Regions from separate parts of the Cydia pomonella genome. Here region 1 is linked to region 2. Evidence: chromatin contacts called from public Hi-C data. All regions are on one chromosome and are shown on one strand. The core of a region is the stretch at or near the end of the contact, and the rest is flanking DNA. Distances in the headings are between cores, read along the strand shown. Region 1 holds the start of LOC133525644 (elongation factor 1-gamma). Region 2 holds the start of LOC133525611 (centrosomal protein of 164 kDa).

The links. Hi-C and Micro-C count contacts between places; a contact is called where the count stands out from the background.
Region 1: a contact with region 2 is called in a Hi-C map of whole body, with 6 times the contacts expected there. The contact joins the promoter of LOC133525644 here to the promoter of LOC133525611 in region 2. A contact is called at or near these places in 2 of 2 Hi-C or Micro-C datasets (both in whole body).

Annotation. Positions count from the first base shown.
Region 1 is chr15:5,951,590-5,954,947 of ilCydPomo1, forward strand. It overlaps LOC133525644 (elongation factor 1-gamma), which reads right to left and starts at 1,584. Exons shown (of 9, transcript XM_061861970.1): 1 at 1,476-1,584; 2 at 1,210-1,359; 3 at 1,050-1,116. The coding sequence starts at 1,487. It overlaps LOC133525648 (calcineurin subunit B type 2), which reads left to right and starts at 1,694. Exons shown (of 6, transcript XM_061861975.1): 1 at 1,694-2,131; 2 at 2,428-2,467; 3 at 2,729-2,764. The coding sequence starts at 2,129.
Region 2 is chr15:5,360,548-5,363,880 of ilCydPomo1, forward strand. It overlaps LOC133525611 (centrosomal protein of 164 kDa), which reads left to right and starts at 1,271. Exons shown (of 23, transcript XM_061861928.1): 1 at 1,271-1,675. The coding sequence starts at 1,609. LOC133525610 (26S proteasome non-ATPase regulatory subunit 8-like) reads right to left here and starts at 1,134. Exons shown (of 5, transcript XM_061861927.1): 1 at 931-1,134; 2 at 684-859; 3 at 226-433. The coding sequence starts at 1,038.

The sequences.
Region 1 (3,358 bases), core at 334-2,833, 590 kb after region 2:
TGAATAACGCCATTAGTGTTTAACCCTTAGAATGGTGAGGTGAGTTATCCTGAACCTTGATGGAATGCATGAAGGTTGATATTGGATTGTAGTCGCATGTCATACGGCGACTTTGGTGGTAAAAGGGTTAACCCTGTTGCTTCATAAACTACCCCCAGCCCAGCCCAGTGGAGTGTGAAGCCCATAACAACATTCATCTCTCTCTCTCTCATCTTAATCCTGGCTGTATCCTAAGATTGTCTTCCGCTCTCTCTCCTCCACTCACAAGCACTGCATGATTGTATGTAATGTGAATATATACATACTGTGCGGTAACACTTCATATTTACTTCTTCTATCTTGACTACTTAGTAAAGATAGAAGAAGTACCTACATTACGAAGTCAATGGTAGTTTCTTTAGATTGAAATATACTTGAATTGAAGAGTTAAAAATGTCAAAAATAATTTAAATACACTAACAAGATGCTAAAGGACTTCGACTTCAGTTTATTTAGCTGAATATAACTTTCAGATCCCGTCAGCTCTAGTAGTCTTAGATTTTATCTTCAAGGTACCCATATGTTTAAATGAAAAGTCAAGTTTCACCAACATTTCACTATCCGGTTTTTCTTCAGATCTAATTAGTTAAAGTTAGTAACATTATTAAATAATCATACAATTTGTTTAGAAAAGAATTAAGTCAAGGTTGAGGAAACAATGCCATATGTTGTATACAAAAGAAGTAAACACAATTATATTATTATAGGTACTCAGCAAAATTATACGCGAAGACTACAAGATTTGATGACAAAGAGTAAGACAGGATCTTTCAACAAAAATAAACTATGATCAATGTTATGTTGACGAAGTTATGGACAAGTTACATTTTATACAAGAAGAATTTGACGACAAATTAGTAGTGAATAGAATATTGCAGGATGCATTCTGTCCTTCGCAAAAAAAAAAGGTTAGGTCATTCAACTGCTACTAAACTTGACCGACAACTTTCCTCACTTCGTTTAGAGGTTATCGGCGAACTAGGTCGTGAGTATAATGATGTTGGACTCACCATAATATGCGATAGCGTTGCTTTCGGTCAGCAACACCTTGCCGTCGGCGCTCTCGAAGGCAGGCACCTAAAATAAACCACAAACGTACACGTCATCGCACCAGCCGTTCACGCGAAGGCATAACCCCAATCAACAAATACAACTTAGCACTGCACTCACTTTGCCCGCCGGGAACTTCTTGAGGAACTCATCTGACTTGTTGGTCTCACCAAACACGAAGTTCGGGGTCACTTTCACATCGGCCCCGGAGTACTGTGCGGCGATCAATGCCTTGTAAGCGCGGAAGTTTTCCGGATAAGTATAGAGTACCTACGGAAATAAGCACACACAAAGTCAGCGGATATTTCAATGGCACTCATTTTATTCATTACGAGCAGGAATATAATCTGATTCACACGATAATTCTCAATAAAACTTAAACCTACCCCGGCCGCCATGGTGGATTTTTTCGAAGAGACTTTTGACAGTACTGATCAGATGTCAACGTCAAATTCTGAAGCATCTTTTCATTCACGCAAACGCATTCGAGTTTCAGAAATTTAGATTCTTAAAGCGGATCATAAGAAGCGAAAAAAAGCATAACTTGTAAGATTTGTAAATCTTTTCAATCGATAAGTAGAAATATTTCAAACAGAACATTGTAAGAGTGTCTTTGCAATATCATGAGTTCAAAATTTGTCCTGAATGTTTTCGAAAAGACGTCGATATAGCTGTGCCGTTGTTTATTTGATATACTTCCATTTGGTAGTTTCGTTAATATGCCCTCAGATTTTCTAATTCCTTCATCTTTGTAAACACTTCCTTATATACTTGCTTTACTCTTTGGTAAACACGTGGTAAGCACTACAGAAAACGTGAAATATTCAAATTTCTGAAGTATATTATTGGAACGCATCTTAATATTTGACGTTTTCATTTTTAAGTTTGGCAACATAATTTCGCAATTTCTAAAAGAAAGTTTAGATCGATGGTGTAGCGAGGGTTTTTGCGATTTAACATAATTCGTGATAAAAGCACAGTGTCCGACTGCAACGCAGTTATTCTTCTTTGCTTACGAGTGATTTACTAAAAACTCAAAATGGTAAGTGTGTATTATATTGCGGGCGGGCTAAATTTAACTACGCTGGTGCTGTTTTGGCCAAGGTGTTGTCTCGCTGTGGAGCGAACGGCGGACCGGCGCTGCTCGCGGCCCGCGGCGCTCAAACTGCTATCCACCCTCACTGAGAGCTAATTACAATAATATTGTACATAATTATTTTGAATCCAATGTAGGTACCTACTGATTTGTGTAGTCATTCTCACTACATACGTGCTGGTTTTTTAGAACCTAATCAGGGCCTATTGTAGTAAAGTGACAAGTTGAAATTTAATTTTCAGGGCAATGAAAACTCAATTCCCATGGAGCTCTGTTCCAACTGTAAGTAATTATTTGTCTTACTAATCTATACTCTTCCAGTCTGTCTCATTCTCTATGTACCTTTTTACTGTTGGTATAAAAATTTAATAAGATCAAATAAAACTAATAATGAAATTGAAGTTGATTCCCATGAGTTGCTTTCTGTGTCTCTTAACTTGTTCTGTTTGCTTCCCTACTGACCCGCCTTTCTGACTAAACTTATTGAGAGTGTTACAGATGGTCTCATGTAGGTTCTGAGCTTAACCGGAGGTTTGTTTTCAGCGCGTGTTAACTGCATTGATTTTAAGGTGGAGAACTGTGAGTGTGTAGTGACACGGAGGTGTCCCTCATGTTGCATCTCGCACGTCACGTCACTCGCGTCCAGAACAATTTTTCAAACTAAACAAACATCTAATGCCACATTATGTTCTAGAAATACATGCACAATAAGCTGTATCTGTGCTATGTGCTAAAGTAGCCAAGCACTGCTAACAGCTATAGTTTTCATCAGTAAAATTTAATCAATGGGATTTTTGACCCTAAAAATCAAGTTCTCTTAATAAAGAACTTGCAGTTAACATACAGAAGTTAGACAGGAGAGTATTCTCCATTGACTGCTACCTCCAAACTCTTTCCACACTGGCCACTTACACCTGCGCGTCTTCTGTGCCGTCAGTCCGTGCCTCACCTTCGGACCGCATACATGTTTCTACTCTATTCTAGAACAACTCTAGGAAAATTTCCGTGCATAATTCCTCCATCCTGATGTTGAACGCGTTACACAAAAATTGTTCTGGATGAACATACATGAACTAGTTGTTGGGTAGTGCAACCCGCGATAGTCCGGCGTGTGTAGTTTACATTCTGAATGTTTGTTGCGATCTGTTAGAGACGTTACTGCCACTCAGGGGC
Region 2 (3,333 bases), core at 21-2,520:
AGAACAAATGAACATATTAAACTATTTGAATTGTATTAAATCATCTTCCTTATGTTGTCCCTGCTTTTTGCTATAGCTCATGGGAACCTGGGGTCCACTTAGCAATTAATCCCAAAAATTGGCATAGGCACTAGTTTTAACGACTGCTACCTGACCTTCCAGCCCAGTTTAGTTTCTCCCTTTTATAGTCTTACTATCTCAATATAAAAGTCATATATCACACACCTTAGCTAAAAAGATTTTGTTGTAGCTCCCCTCCATCAAATACTGCTCTAATGCAAGTGGGTGCTTAACATATAGGTCAGCCCTGATCACATCCACTGGCAGGCGCTCTAGCTCTGTGTGGAACTCGGCTACCCTGTTCTGAGCCAGTAGGAACAGCAGGTTTAGGCCAAGGAGCTGGTACATAAATGCTGATTCTGGGAGGTGCTCTCTGGAATTAAGATATAAGTCATTTTAGGTTTACCTACATTATAACACCAATGGAGCCACCTAGATATCAAATGTCCTATTCATTTTGAGAAAGAGAAGCAAAGAAATAATTTCTACAAGAAGCCAGTAATACTAAAGGACTCCAGATAAACCATGAAAGAAACATGTTATTTGCACATACTGTAATCGTTTCAACTAGATTTCCATATTACTGAAGATAAATTAGCTTATAATATGTAAACCATACTGACTTGTAATCGAAATAGTAGCATTTTAGCTGTGACATGTAGCGCTCGAACGCCTTTACGTCTTTTGCGGCGACGGCCCACTGTGCTCCAATTTCCAAGACATCCCGCGCCAAGATCAACTCCTTTTGGTTAGCCGCTGTGTTATTACTAGGCAGGAAAGTCAACTGCGTCAACGCAATCTAGAAAACAAACGGATTTTAGAAGAAAAACATCTAAAAATTGACAAGTCATTCCAAACAACGGAAAGTACCTTGATTTTGTTCAGCAGCTCCCCGCACTTGTCCAGCTTGCGTGGCTTCTTTGCCCATTCGGTTTTCAGATTTTGATATAAAGACGCAACTTCTGTCATAGAAGCCATTTCGATTTATATATGCAATTGAATTATTTAGAGAAATAAAATGTACGCTGACTCGTTCCCGTTCCACAACAAATTTGAGGTTGTCGAAGTCTGTTTAAAAACTGAAAGGTCGCATGGTTTTAATTATTTTTTATATATGTGTAAAATAATAATATACCTTTGAATAAGATATTTTCAAATCGTTTTATTGTTTATATCATAAATTTATTTACTAAAGCGTTCTGACTATGTATTATTACAGTTCTTAACAACTTCGGGCTGGTAATTGAACGTACATTATGACTTGTCAAATTGCAAAATCCATAGACAATCATCACAGGATTCGGACTTGATTCGGACCGGCAACACAGGTGATGGTCCTACGACCCACAGTCGGTGGTCGTTATTACCATTTACTCAAACGCGCTGATCTATTGTCAGTGTCAAAGTTTCCATCGAGATTTTGCTCGGTTTTGTTTGCTCTTCTTGGGTTTAGCGTATAAGATAATGATTTTTTTACCGAATTTGAAATTCTTTGGCTATGTGAAGCCGTTTTCGTTCAGAGTTAAATAAAATGTGATACTGGAAGCCATGAGCTCTCCAGCAGCGATCGTGTGCCGCGAAGTTTTCGATGAGAACAGTCAACCATCTGCAGAGGGTTTGTACCTTTTATAATTAATTAAATACTTTGTGTAATTTATCATAAAGTATATCAGTAATAGATCATAATGCACGCCTGATACATCTAGATGTTAGCTGGTGTTGCTAAATTCCTATTTTACAGTCTTAACAATTCTTAAGCTACCCTTTAAATTTCGGTGTTTCGCTCACAGTTCAGTATTAATTATTAAGAAATTTAAATACTTCATATGATCGACACTAGTGTTCATACACTACTGCTTATGGGAAAGTACACCACATACAGTATTTCCCTTACAGACTCAGAATGTTAATACAGAAAACGAAATCTTATTGGATTTCGAAATTGCAATAAAAAATAAATAAAAAAACTGATGAAGTACTATACTAACGCGTGGAGGGCACAGGGTTTTTACTTAAGTCTGCTTGTTATGAAGTAGGTATATTTTATTTTATTATCACATCATCACAACCAGTAGGTATATGTATTTGATGTTTAATGATTGTACTGTTCTAGAAAAACACTTTATTATAATAATAAACAGTACCCTTCAGAAAAAAACTCTAAAAAGGTACTGTAAAGGTACTGTTTCTAAATAGCAGACTTGCAAGAAATATTTGAGTATAAAGTCATTGAAATCAAACATTCATTTTTCTTACAAAACATAATTTAATTATTTTATTTATATCCAGGGATAATTTCCACTTCTATTTATTTTATTATTCCTTTGACATTTTATTTGCTGACATTGATACCTATATCCAGGTACAGTCAGCATCAAACAAATAGTGACAGCCAAAGTGGCAAAATTGAAAATATTTATATATCAAAACATGGACTTTTGACAGAAGCGCCGTGTGAGTCTGTTCACTTTTAGGTTATATTCCTTTATAAATAACAAATTCATCCTTTTTTTATTAACTTGGTTGTGGTTTATTTATATAAATTAGGTTAAATATACATTTGCTCTGATATAAAGCTAGGGTAAGGCCTTTTTGGCCCTTAGGCCAATGGACGGGAATGAGAAGGAAAAGCCCCCTGACGAAGCCGATGGTAACTCTAATGTTGGCATGGACATTGACAATAATACTAGAAAAAGAAACCTGCAAACATTAGGCTTATCACCGGTAGGTAGCCCACAAGAACCAGCTCCTAAAAAAATTACAATCCACGTTCACAAAGAGATCTCGGACCAGGTAGCGACAGTATGTGAGAATGTCGTCATCCCCCACGTAGATAAACAACCCGATGAGAATGCTGCGAACCCACTTTTTTATAAACACCCTGATCTTAGCACAGAAGCCCGCGGATACAATGCTGACGACGATGGCCCATTTGTGGTTCACATCTCAAAGGAATCCTCTGCTGACTCCAAGTCATCACTAAAAGCTATCTACGTAGGTATGCTCTTAACACAGGCAAATGTCACAAATATTAAGAAGGACGGGATAAAATCTGTAGGTCGTAATAGAGTTTCAGTAACTTTTGATAAAGCTGCTGATGCCAACTCCATTCTAAAAAACCCTATGCTAGACAAATACAAACTATCGGCAAACATACCAACATACAACATATCTCGTATGGGGCTAGTTCGAGGAGTTCCAACTGATTGGTCCATGACAGATTTTGTAAAAGGTACGAATTTAGAAGAAGGTAAAGGTAGGATTCTGAAAGCG